Regions from separate parts of the Mus musculus genome. Here regions 1 and 2 are each linked to region 3. Evidence: chromatin contacts called from public promoter capture Hi-C data. All regions are on one chromosome and are shown on one strand. Each heading gives the region's core, a stretch centred on a gene start, on an enhancer-like site or on the middle of the called end of the contact. The rest is flanking DNA. Distances are from core to core; before and after follow the strand shown. Region 1 holds the start of Prelid3b (PRELI domain containing 3B). Region 2 holds the start of Nelfcd (negative elongation factor complex member C/D, Th1l). Region 3 holds the start of Fam210b (family with sequence similarity 210, member B).

The links. Capture Hi-C pulls out chosen DNA fragments and counts their contacts.
Region 1: a contact with region 3 is called in a promoter capture Hi-C map of adipose tissue, with 4 times the contacts expected there. The contact joins the promoter of Prelid3b here to the promoter of Fam210b in region 3. A contact is called at or near these places in 3 of 484 Hi-C or Micro-C datasets (CD4 T cells, the G1E-ER4 cell line and rod photoreceptor) and 1 of 9 other capture datasets (adipose tissue).
Region 2: a contact with region 3 is called in a promoter capture Hi-C map of adipose tissue, with 3 times the contacts expected there. The contact joins the promoter of Nelfcd here to the promoter of Fam210b in region 3. A contact is called at or near these places in 1 of 115 datasets of contacts at active chromatin or transcription factors (fetal liver) and 1 of 9 other capture datasets (adipose tissue).

The regions. Positions count from the first base shown.
Region 1 is chr2:174,469,944-174,474,437 of GRCm38.p6, forward strand. Prelid3b (PRELI domain containing 3B) reads right to left here and starts at 2,998. Exons shown (of 6, transcript NM_025531.2): 1 at 2,889-2,998. The coding sequence starts at 2,920. It overlaps Gm38546 (a long non-coding RNA gene), which reads left to right and starts at 3,068. Exons shown (of 2, transcript XR_867090.2): 1 at 3,068-3,646; 2 at 3,871-4,166.
Region 2 is chr2:174,413,153-174,417,246 of GRCm38.p6, forward strand. It overlaps Nelfcd (negative elongation factor complex member C/D, Th1l), which reads left to right and starts at 2,652. Exons shown (of 15, transcript NM_020580.3): 1 at 2,652-2,804. The coding sequence starts at 2,718.
Region 3 is chr2:172,343,658-172,348,163 of GRCm38.p6, forward strand. It overlaps Fam210b (family with sequence similarity 210, member B), which reads left to right and starts at 1,920. Exons shown (of 3, transcript NM_025912.4): 1 at 1,920-2,190. The coding sequence starts at 2,005.

The DNA.
Region 1 (4,494 bases), core at 1,748-4,247, 2.1 Mb after region 3:
CACAATTAGCATCTTCCTTATCAATATGGTAAATAACATGAGCTCCCTTGGTCATTCCCCGCTGTTTTTTCCATGTCTGGCTTCTGCTCTGCAAAGGCCGCGCAATAGGAAAGGTGGAGGCCCTGATGACCTCCTTTAGCATGATCACCTGCCTCCGGGAGCAAACTGTGATTCTTCATCCAACCCAGCTTGGATTTTTCGGGGACTTCGGAGGCACGACACATGATTGGTGCTCAGGTGTGCAGTAAGTTTTGAGACCCCCCCCCCCCCCCATCAACTGATTGTACAGTTTGTCCTAGGCACTGCCCTGTCCAAGATAACTGCTTCCACTTCTGTCAGTTACCAGTGTTCCCATTACAGGAGTGAGATTGGACAGGCCAGTCAGCTGTGGCCAGGGTCTTCTTCACATAGTGATGCTATGTTAATGCAGATAAACCTAACTGCGGGGACACGAGCTATCATGTATCTGCCCTTGGTGAAGCTTGAGCTAGGTCAACAGTGATGTTTCCCTATTGGCCTGAAGAGAAGAGATATGGAAAAACCACAATAAGGCACGGTGGCCCCAGGATGTTTATTAATTTTCAGAATGGGGGAGGAGATAAGTGCATGGTCGGTAGCTAACCATGCTTCCTGATTGGATGAGGGACCAAGAAGGGCCTCCTCTGATTTTCATTTTAGATAGTTGCCATAGTGACAAGAAGAGGCCTTGGCCTATATCACTGCCATTTGGGGACTGTTTAGATTTATGAAGCTTCTACTTACAGACCTTTGTTGACTGTGGAATAGGGCTTGAGATTAAAAACAAATTAAGGCTCACTTATACAATATGTAGAGTTTGAAATCCATCTTCAGAAAGCAAGGACACAGACAGTATGGAAATCGGTGGAGTGAGACTAAAAACATACCAAGCAGCTTTGGTAGTGACTGGTTAATCAGGGCTTCTCAAGAAGACAGTGCCCAAAAAAATCCAAGCTAGGTTGGATGAGGAATGACCTAGAGTCCTGCTTGAGAGAGCAATGTTCTCAAGATGGAACCCTGAAAAAGGAAGCAAGACATCAAGACTGCAATTCAGGAGGCGAAGTGGGAAGTTCAGTGCGCTTCTGTCTCTGTTACTGTTTTGAGATGTGGCCTTGCTATGCTGTCCTGGCTGCCCAGCACACACTGTGTACCCGGATGTTCAGGCTAGCCTGATATTCATGGGAATTCTCCTGTCTCAGGCTCCCAAACTGTTAGGGTTACAGGCATGCAGCACCATCCTGGCTGACATACAGATCCTGGTGCCAAAGTGCATGTAGGCTGGGACTTTGGGTGGCCCAACCGGTCTGGATACAAGGCACTGCTGGGCTCCTCCCAGGGAGCAGTTGTGTATCTATCTTCTAGAAGACAGGTCCTTCAGCTTTCATCTACTCCAGAGGTCTGTGGCAAAAATAGACTAGGATCACCAACGACCGACTTTCATTGAACACATGCCGTTAGGAAAGGGAAGGGATGGATCCAAGGGTTGGGGTAGGGGGGGTGAGGGGGGAGGCAAGCCGAGGAAAGAGTATAGATGTAGAGAACCGTAAGGGAGGAACAAGTTCTAAGTTCTAAGGATGACACTTTGGGCCAACAGCTCTGAAGCAAAGCATTCAGATGTAGAAGAGGACTGGGGTCCAGAACCCCTTGTTCTGAAACAGACAGCATCCTAAGGACCACAGCCCCTCAGTCCCAGAAGTGGTACAAACGTTGAGAGTCCCTTCTAGTTCTAGTAGTTTGTCCTTTCTGGGACACAGCAGGTACTCAGATATGATCTACTATGTAAAACTTCTTTTACAATTACCCTCAGTAATCAGGATTGGCATTTGTAGATTAAAAGGCACCATAAAGCTATACTATTAAAACAGTGTGGCAACATTGGCCAAGTGAGTGAAGGAGCTCAGATCATCTGGAAGTGGTTTCGGATGTAAGTCAACAATAACTATGACAAGATGACATTGTAGAATAGAGCACAATAAATCAGTCAGAAAGGAGGGCTGGAACAAGGCGTAAACCAGTTATTTAGGTAGAAAGCTCTGTTGTTCTTGTGTGTGGCACCATGAACCTGGGTGGTATAATTCCCAACACCCCACTGACTCTGATCCTGTTTCCCACTATAAGTTCAGAGAACCATAAAGCTGTGACTGGATGTGATAGCAGACACTGGCTATCAGTCAGCTGTCATGGCTGAGAGGAATAGGAAACAGAGGTGACAAATTATCTGCAAGAGCAGGCCCTGGTCTCTAGATCAAGAGATCTTGATCAAGAAATCAAGAGATCTGCTCTCCAGATTGACTGTCATCAATGTTTGGCATCATGGTAGCATGAGCTGAGACCAACAGGAAGACACTCCACGTGGGTGGCCAGCTTTCTAGATGTCCGTGGGGGTGAGGGGCGCTATAACATGGGGGATTTCAGTCAGAACAACCCAGGTCACTCAGGCCATCATGCCATCACTGGGGTTCAGCCACGACACCGTGAGTCTGTCAGGTATCAGTCAGGGCACTCCAGCCACCACAAGCCGTCGGGGTTCAGTCAGGTCCCGGTGAGTCTGTCAGGTATCAGTCAGGAAACTCCAGGATACCCTGGATACGTCGGCGCTCAGGACACCCCAAAACCCTGTGAAGCCCTCGGGCCTCGTGCTCTGTGACCCCTGGAGTCACTTCCGGATCAGGCTCGACGGCCCGCTCTTGTCTTCCGTCAGTGGCGACGGTGTGGGAGGAATTCCCAGGCCTGGGGACAGGGAGCCCTAGCTCGGGTCGGGGTCGTGACCTTGGCGATCCCCCCGAGTCCCGAGCTCCGCTTGTCTCGCTACACCCGACGCCAGGAAGTTCCCCGAGGGCGCCGGAGGCGGGCGCCGCACCCACACTCACTCAAAGACGTGCTCCGAAGTCCAGATCTTCATGGTGCCAGCTGCCTGCCCGGTGTCCCTCAGTGTCCGGGGACAGTGAGGCACAGAAGTTCGCCGGCCCCGCCCCGTCCCGGCCGGCCGGCCTCGCAGCGCGCAGGCGCCGTCGAGCCAGGCGCTAGGACGCCCGGAAGTGCCATCCCGCGGCCTAGCCAAGCCGGGTTTGGCTCCGCCCCGCGGCGCAGTCCTGCCCAGTCTTCTTGGCTCAGAGCAACCAAGCCCCGCCCCCCATGCTCGGCGCAATCAAGTCCCTCCTTCGTGAAGGCTCAGTGCGCCGGCGCAGAGCCGAAAAGTGAGGCGGCCGGCCGGCGCCGCACTACGCATGCGCGGGCCTTGGCGGCGGGACTTTTTGGCTGGTTTGGCGGGTTGCTGATATGTGTCTAAAGTTCTCATTGGATGTGGCTGAGCCTGGCGGCGTTTGCCAGAGTACGGTTTTGTGGTGTGGTCTTAGAGAGTTAGTCCCACCTCTTCAATCTAAGCAGTGGGGTGGCGGGACAGGGGTGGTTTCAATCAGCACCCGTGCCCTTGCCAGCCCAGGGTTGGTTACCCTTGGTGGAACAGGCCACCCAGACAGGGCTGGACCAATTGCTCTACGGTCATAGGTCATCTCCATCACCATTTCTCAGTGATGCCCACGCCCTCCTGTGCCTCCACAACTTCCTGTTACATATTCCTCAGCAATTACCACTCTGGAGTCATCTTGTTTATCTGTTAGCTCCCATTGTAAGTCATCCCCCAGAAAGCCAGCCCTGGCCTGTCTCCATCATGGCACTCAGCACCTCTGGATAGCAGGGGTTTAAAGGTTATTGAAAATGAAATAGTTATTTGAGGAATGAATTAATTAGGCCATTTAGTTTATCTGCTTGACTTCTAGTCTGTAGGCACGTGAGGGTGAGGCTCTTGCTAGGCTTGTTCAGTGATTTCCTCCCTGTACCTAATAATTACAGATGACATTCGTGAGAGAATGACTAAGAAGTGAGGGGGCAGGAGCGGATGGCATGTGGTTCTATTCAGAGATGTGCCGGGTAAGATGGACGAACTGCTTGGCTTGGGTTTCAGGTGTAGCTTCCCACCTCTGCGCACCCTGTTCCCCGCATCCTGTGCCTCCCGACAGAACAATTTGCCTTTTGAAATGACAGTTGGAGGAAAATCTTTGCATCTCGGTACTTAAAGAGCTACTTAGAATTACCCTTTGTCCCTAGTTTGTTCAATTGTTAAAAACAAATAAAGCCAGGTTAATTTAGGAGGGTGGATCATTTTTTTTTTTAAAATAGCCAAAGCAGTTTATATTTTAAAAGATAGAAAAATTATATTAGACAGGAAGGAAATAATATGGTTGGTAGCTGCTAAGTGTAATTTGTTTTACCTGGGGGATTATATATATATATATTCAGTACTTTGAGTGATTTCTTGGGGAGATAATGTTTTAAGGGCTGCTGAGAGGGCCCCAGCCTTTGTTAAGATGTGAAGTTAGTGCTGTGTATTACTGGCTCTAGTGCAGTCACTACAGAACAGTCAGTCCCTGCTGCCCTAGAGCTTCATGAAGCTGTTCACCAGCTAGCTGGCCAGCC
Region 2 (4,094 bases), core at 1,402-3,901, 2.1 Mb after region 3:
TGGAAGATAAGGGGTGGGTGAGATTTCCTAGCAGGAGGAAGTAGGAGAGAGGTCCATGTCCAAGTCTCAGGGCCCAAGAGCGACAAACCAAGGCGATGGACAGCAGGAACAGCTTGTGAGGAAGTCCAGGGAGGCTGGTGCTGCAGACACCCTCTCCCGGCTCTCCCCACCCCGACTTTATGTTTTGACGTGTCCCCAGGCTGGGGGCAAGTGCTTCCCTGCTGAGGCCCCTCAGTGACCCCACTGTCAACATGCGTCTCTCTTCTCTCCTCACCCTTCAGCTTCAGGACCTTAAGTCTCAACATTTCCCTGGAAAACTTCCGAATGACCCCTGCTTTAGGCTTCTGCCTTCCTTCCTATCTGTGACAGATTCCCCTTTCTCTCTTCTCTTTCCTAGTGATTGACAGGCTGTGTGCCCAGCTCAGGTCTTAGCCCATGCTACCTGGGAGGCACTCACTGAATATTTCTTTAATGGATCACATGAGACCACAACTTCTAGCTCTCATAGACCTCTTTTTTTTTATTTTAAAGATTTATTCATTGTATGTGAGTATACTGTAGCTGTCTTCAGACAGGCCAGAAGAAGGTGTCAGATCTCATTACGGGCGGTTGTGAGCCACCATATGGTTGCTGGGATTTGAACTCAGGACCTTCAGAAGAGCAGTCAGAGCTCTTACCTGCTGAGTCATCTCTCCAGCCCTCCCATAGACCTCTTAACCAAGGGAACAAATAACTAGAGGATTAATTTCAGGTAATGAAAGCTAAGGAAATCAGGCTGGATGAGTCTTTCCAGAGAACAGTAGTATCTCAGGAGGCTAGCGATCAGTTATTCTAGCAACAGTGACATAGGCTGGATGCAATGCTGCTAGGCTTGTTAACCACTGTCATAATTAGCCATTTATTGGTTAAGGGAGAGGTGAGTTAGACAATCCCTGCTTCTGTACGTGCAATTAATTATTCATAAATGAATCTGCCTGCTTTCCACTCAGACAGTATCTAAGAGCCATAGTTGGAATTTAACAGACATTCATTATTCCCAACATTTTCAGAAAACAAATAAAAATGAGCCTGAAACAAATCCATAGCAGGGCACTCCTGAACTTAAAGCTCCTTCATCATGTGAGCTGGATCTAGACCCACCAAGCAGAGAGATGGAAAGTGGTCCTTCCACCATCTGCAAAGAAGCCTTTCAGGGTTGCCTCCAATGGCCTCAGCCTGAACACATCTTTGTCCCCAGGCAGAAACCTACCTCCTGCTGGGCTATCTGTGAGTGTACAGACTGGAAGTCTAAGTAGCCTCTTACCAGACCATTCCTTGCCTTTCCACCTTCCTCCTCACTCCCTGCAACTCTGGTTTCCTCCCTCCTCTCCATAAGTCCTCTTTGGGTGTAGCAAATAGCTAGACATTCCAGATATATCTGTTCCATCACTTTCCTTAAACAAAAATCCAGATGAACTTTTATAATAACTAATTCCTGCTGACTACCTGCTAACTCTGTGTCTAGTGCTTCAATGTGCCATCGGACTAAAGCCTTGCAAGTGGTTGTCACCTTGGGTGGCTCTGGCATCAACTACAATGCAGGGTGCCACAAGCTCTGGTGGGGGACTTTCTTCACCAGGTTATTTGGAATGGAAAGAGCCACCCTGAGCATCTTGGGAAAGTCTCTTCTATCATTACAGACTATTTACTTTGGTTATCCAGTATTATCATTTCTCCCCTTTGTTTGCAGGCTAGCTCCCTCGGATCATGGGTGGCAAAGTGGCAAGGATCTCGTCCCTGAGTACGTCACTGTACTCCAGGTGTTATCAATGATCCAGGCACTTAGGAGTTATTCAACAAACACTTGTCAAATGATGGAAGGAAGGAAGAAGTAAAATAGCATTCCAACAGCTCTGCAGACAGTGCCTGAGGACTGTACTACATGGCTGGCTCTTTTCTCTAGCCTCTCCTCACTGTCTGCATCCAGAGCCCATGGTGTTAACCTCCCCGATCGATGATTTGGGGCCACCTGCCAGGAGGCCTCTCCAGGTATCTTCAGTCTAGGTGTTCAGTGGGTCCACTTTTCCAGAGCCCAGTCATGGCTTTTGTAGGCTGTAGGGCCTCCTCCACTGGAAATATGTTTTATATCTCGCTCTGCAATGCACCGAGTACTTTTTGCCCATAGTAAAAGAAATCCGAACATTTCTGTGATACCTGCTCGGTTGGCAGCTGCACTGTCCAGGCAAAGCTTAAGCTCACTGAAGGTTCGAGGTTTTTATAGCAACTGGAAGCATGCTTGCACTTCCGAGTGAGACCCTGTCTTTTTTTTTTTTTTTTTTTTTTTTGAGACAGGGTTTCTCTGTATAGCTCTGGCTGTCCTGGAACTCACTTTGTAGACCAGGCTGGCCTCGAACTCAGAAATTCGCCTGCCTCTGCCTCCCGAGTGCTGGGATTAAAGGCGTGCGCCACCGCGCCCGGCGAGACCCTGTCTTAAAAAGGAGAAAAGGTAACTTGGAAGTGTTCTGGGCAGACATAAAGCTGTGACTCAAGCCATCTTGCTCATGAGAGATCCTACAAGGTGTTTCCCCGCCCAGCAGGCCAAAGACTAGGCCACGCCTCCTCTGTAACCACGCCCCTTTCCAACTCCGCCTCTCTAGCCTTGCCTGAGGCCCAGAACCGCGCACGCGCTCTTCCATTTGTTGTGTCCGGCGCACGCGCAGTGAGGAGACGCGGCAGATATGGCGGGTCCGGCGCCGGGTACAATTATGGGAGAAGACTACTTCGGGAATGCCTCAGAGTGGGGCGAAGAGGCAGACGGCGGCCAGGTGAGAGGGCCGTAGGCGTTCCGCCAGGAAGCCGGGTTTGTGTCCTGTCCTCGCGGCTCCTGCTCCGGCCAGACCCGGGTACGGGGACCCGTGACCCTTGACTCCCTGACCTCCGACCCCGGACCCTAGCAAAGCGGGTCCAGGAACTGCACTCAGGGCTTCGGGCCGGTCCTGCCCCGTTAGGGACCTCAGTTTCCCATGCATTCCGATTCCCAGTGACACCTGGGGCTGATCTCTGCGAAGCAGAAGCCATGGTGCCCGAGGGGGCAGGACAGACTCTAAGGGAGAAGTGGACCACAGTGATACAGTGAACAAACTAACTCCAAACTCCAGCAGCATTCTGGGGTTGGGAAAACACTCTCCGGTGCTGGACAGACCAAACTTTTTTTTCCACTTTTGGGTGATTTCATTCATCCTTAGAGTACAGGACAGGAAAGATCTCGTAGCCCCGACTGTCCAAGATTTGGGTGAGAGATGGGGAACGGGTATCGTTCAGTGTCCCCCCAAACACCAGGGTTAGGAAATCAGAAGTCCACCCAGCTGTATGACTGACTTAAGCCTCCCATATCCTTCTGGACAGTGAGTAGGGGCCCTGGAATTTGGCTTTTCTACAGGAAGTGAGATGAGCTTTGAATGAATATGGGATGCAGTGAGGTATACCAGTGGAGTGGTCAGTGGTGCAGTGAGGGTGATGGAGGAAAGGTGAGGGGTTTCTGGAACCGAGTGAGGGAAGCCCTCCGTGGTTGGTTGGTTGGTTGCTGGACCAGGAGCTGTCAGTCATCAGTTGCAGCTTCCAGGGGTCCTATAGAGCTAGCTGCTGACCAGTAGGACATAAGACCCTGGGCATCTGTTTGTATGCTAGAGCATACTACATCACTTGGGAACTCGGAGGTGGATATATAGAGTTGGATTTAGCTAATTTGGATGTTGGGCTAAGTGCTTTTGTGTGGTATCGCAGGCTAGGCGCTAGAGCAGCAGTTCTCAACCTGTGGGCTGTGACCCTGTGGGGGTCATATCAGATATCTTGCATATTCACATTGTGATTCCTAACAGTAGCAGATGACAGTTATGAAGTAACAACAAAAGTAATTTTACAGGTGGAGTTCACCACAGCATGAGGAACTGTGTTGAAGGGTTGCAGCATTAGGAAGGCTGAGAACCACTGTTCTAGAGTTTGAATTGAGTGTTATTCATAAGTAAAATAAGGCAGAAAGACTCAGCCACCTGCCCAGGGCATAAGGAAGGAAAGAAGACTCAGAGTGATGTCCTTTGTGTCACTTAAGTGGCTCA
Region 3 (4,506 bases), core at 670-3,169:
AGACAGGGTTTCTCTGTGGCTGACCTAGAACTCACTTTGTAGACCAGGCTGGCCTCGAACTCAGAGATCCACCTGCCTCTGCCTCCCAAGTGCTGGGATTAAAGGCATGCGCCACCACGCCCGGCTTAGGACTATACCTTTAACTCATCTTTATAGCTTGAACACCCTGAGCAGAAGCAGTCCACACAGGATCAGTCTGCCTCCTTCAGACACTGGTACCGGACTACCACAAACAGAGCTCAGGCATAACCAGCGTGGTTTCTGACTCTGAGAGCTCTGCCAAGCTGGAATCCAGCCAGCACATCTTGAGAATGTTAGCTTTATACATTTTATTCTTTTGGGTCAAGGAGACTGAGCTTGGGGGCTGGTCTGGAGCTCCTGCCTCTACTTCCCAAATACTGTAGTTATAGGCTGGGCCACGGTGCCTGTCCTGGGGACCGCTGGCATTGTTTCACTGAAGTATGATTGCTCTGCATAAAAGTGAGCTTTGCTTATTGTGGTGACCCTCACTGCCCTGTCAGCCCCCTGCTCCTTGAATCCCCGCCCAAATCCCACTCACAATCCTAGATAGCCGCTGACCTTTTTGGGGGGGGGGGTCCAGAATTTTGCCTGTGAACTTTGCATTCTCTGAAGATGAAATCCTCCTGCATGTTGTGTTTGTGGCTGGAATTTTCCATTTGGCAAAGCAGTCCTGAGACTTGTCCCTAGGATGAAGGTGTTCACGCCTTACTTTAAAAAAATTTTTTTATTATTATTGCATGGGAGGGAGCATGTGTACAGGCCAGAGGAGCACTTTGTGGAGACTGTGGCTCTCTCCCCCCACCTCCCAGCCCCCACCCCCACCTTGCCTGGGCCCCAGGGTGGAACTCAGCTTGGATAGCAAGTGATCCACAGATGGAAGTTCCATTCTCCAGCTGACAGATATCTGGACTGCCCTGCTATGAGTATTGCTGTCTTCTGAGCATGTGTGTAGGACAGGTTCTCCTGGGGTCGAGGCTGGCCTTGAACTCTTAATCCTTCTGTCTCAGCCTCCTGGGTGCTTGAGTTACAGATCTGCACCACCATGTCAAGATAACAGTTTACTATTATTTCTTTAAGTTATAAGAACAGAAGGGTTAATTTTGGCTCATGGGCCTAGAGGTCCAAGGTAGAGGGGCCACATCTAATGCCAGCAACGCCTTCCTGTGGGCCCAAGTCCCCAGGCAGTGCATAGTCACCAGGTAAGAGAGAGTGCCCTCTTGTCAGATTTTAGTCCGACAGAAATGTGAGTCTTTGCTTCTCTTGAGACACTATGGGAGCGGAGTTGCTGACCAACCTGGTTTGTGTACTTTTAACTATCTGTGAAAGTACAAAACTTTTCTCCACAGTGGCTGCTTTCATGTTCACAGCCGCGATATAGTAGGCTCATTTAGAGGGCTTCTTCAAGTGAGAGTTAACCTCTATAGTTCCTTTCTTCTTTAAAGCATTCACGTAAGCATCAGTCTTCCAGGTTTCACCCATTCGGCTGAGAGGAAAAACAAAGAATGCATTAGCCCTCGCTTGAAACAGCCGCCAGCCGCGCTCCACAGTCCGGAAACTCAAAATCCTGGAAAGTTCTGAGAAAATGCATTCCACAAAGAACTGGCCTGAGGTCCTGAGAACTAGGCTGATAGACTTGGCAGGTCCCCAGCCCCGCCCACTCCGCTTCAGGAGGCGGAACTTAGCCAAGGAAGCGGGGCTGAGGGGCGGGAACAAAAGAGAGCGAGCGTCTCCAGATGCCCCACCCACTCATGGATAGGCTGCTTCTGCGGAGGGCGGAGCTGTTGGGTGGAGCCCAAAACCTGCGCTCCGCTATAGAGCCCCGCCTATCCCACGCTCAGCTCCGCTCCGGGGGCGGGCCCTAAAGGTGTTGGGGCGGGGCCTGTCGGGGGGTGGAGCTCGAGGCCCCGGTCTCGGCCCCGCCCACCGCGCTGTGTTGGAGCTGATTCCCGAGTGGGCACACTGGAGCTGCGCTCGCGGCGCGCCATGGCCGGGCTGTTGACGCTGCTTGGCCCGGCAGGAAGAGTGAGCACCCGGCTGCGGCCCCTGGCCCCTTGGCTCCTGGGAACCGCCACCTCCTGTGCTCCACCGCTCTGGGCCTTAGCCTTGTCCCATCCGGTTCCGGACGCCCGACTGCTGCGCACGGCCCGCGGGGACTGTCTCAGCCGCCAGGTAAGACTCCCCACAGCCACTCGGACCCTGATCCCCAAGTGGCCGGAGCGCCGTGCCAGGGCCAGCCCCAATGGACAATTTTTACATTGCACCTGACCGAAACGGGTCACCTCCGGGGTCCCTGAGTTCTCAGATTCCTAGAATCCGAGAAAAATCTCTTTCAGTTAGCAGCCGGAGAAACTGAGGCTAGGAGTGGAATGGTGCGCTGCCCAAGGTCATGGAGTCGCCCGCCGAGCCCCAGTTTCGAAAGCCAGAACAGTGGCGTTACCGAGCCGATCGCAAGGGGCCTGAATTCTATATGAACTTCCAGTCCGGCCCCTGGACTTGTTCCTTTTGAAGTTCAGTTGAGGCCTGGGCACTGGGCCCAGGAGGCGGCATCGCCGGTGCCGCCGGTACATCTACCGCTTCCCTGTGCTCCTTGCGCCACCCTTTTATCTAGCTGGAAGAGCAGGCTCAGAGCAGGCAGTCCATCCCGTTTTGTTGTGGTTACTTGCCCTGAGTGCTCAGAGTGAAAACCAGCTTCCATTCAGACAGCAGCATATCTCAAGTAGGTCTCAAAAAAAAAAAAAAAAAAAAAAAAAAGCAGGAGTTCAGAAGTAGTAGATCGGAAGCGTCGAGGTCTGGGGGAGTCTGAAAGAAAGATCACTGCCATGAATCGGGCAGTTCTGAGTACTGTCTGCTCCCGTGGCTTTTCAGTTAGGGATTGGTCGCTTTCCTTGAGTGCCGAGCACAATGATGGAAGGACTTCCTTCCCCTCTCTCCTGCCTGACAGACAGGACACTGGCCTCAGCTCTGCTCCTGAGCACAAGTCAGGATACTCACAGCGTACCGTGCTTCAGGGCACCGCATAGCTTCCCTCTCCTCCAGAAAGTCTTCCCTGACTACCAGTAGTGTGCCCCCCCGCCCTATACTGTCTCTTCTCTAGCGCTCAGATCTTAGCTGCCTTCACGATCTGGTACAACCTCTCACCTTGTTCTGCCACATCAGCCCTGTTGGTAGCCTAACCCTAACCCTAACCCTAACCTTAAACACACACTCTGCCTTGACAGGTGTGTTTACAGCAAGGATAAGTCTGGTCTCAGGCTCATAGGATCCATGTCTCTGCTTGCTAAGTCAATCACTTTGATCAAACGCTATCCCTTTTCCATGTCTGTAAAATGAGATGTTACTAAGTCATTTCCCAGAGGGTGAATGTGATAGGCGACAGCATGCTAGCTGGCATCTGGTACATCATGGCTGACACCAGTGATTTCTGTCATCCGTGTCACACCGCCCAGGGCCTCCAGAGCCCAGGAGCTGAGCTTGTACTTCAAAAAGGATACTCCTCAAGAAGCCAACTGTGGGGGAGGGACCTGCCCTGGGACTCAGTCCGGCATTCCCACTCCACCTCCAACCTGCCTGCCTTCACTGGGAGGCCAGCTGGGGTCTCCAAATGTTCTAGATAGTAAATCAAGTGTCTTGAGTGACATGTCAACCTCTTGCCTACAGCAAGGACTGCACTGTGCCAGAGATGGGGAGATACGCCACACAAGGAGCCCTTTCAGAGCTCAGGGTTCAGGGTCACATAGACCAAGTGAGTGGAGGCCACTTGTGACCCTGGGGGGGGGAGGGGGAGGAGTTCGTATGCAAGTGGCTTGCTGGCTGGCGTCCCTTATCTAATGAGCAGCATCCCTCCTGACTCACTCCTTGCTTGTCTTGGTGTGTCTCCTCCCTAGGTTTCACTGTTTGTTCTCTGCTCCCTAAAGTCAGAGTCTTCTTAGAGGTCTGTCCGTCTGGTTTGTTGCAATGTCCCTGCTCTGGAACACTCTGACAGGCACAGTGCTGGGTCTGGGATTGGGCTGTGCTGCCTCTGGCTATGTGCTCACACACACACACACACACACACACACACACACACACACCCCGGACTTTGCAGATCCTCTTCTGTTCATGGGGATATTGTGAGGATTGCACTAAACTAAGATTTTCATGGCACTCAGAACACGGCCCAGTACAAAGTCAACACATACGGTACTTATCAAATGGATGGGAGCAAGTGTTACCACACAGCGTGATCAACTCAATCAACCTTCTTTTTCTAATATGGCTTCCTCTGGTTGTTTTGAGACAAGGTCTCCTGTATTCCAGCCAGGCTGGCCTTCAACTCAATAGGCTTGAACTTCTGATCCTCCTGCCTCCACCTCCAAAGGACTATAGGCTTACACCGCCAAGCTGGGTTGATACTGTGCTAGGAAATGAGAGTATTGCATGTGCTAGACGCTCTACCACTGAGATGCATCCCCGCCTGAGCACTTTGAGGTCAGTGTGTCAGTGTGT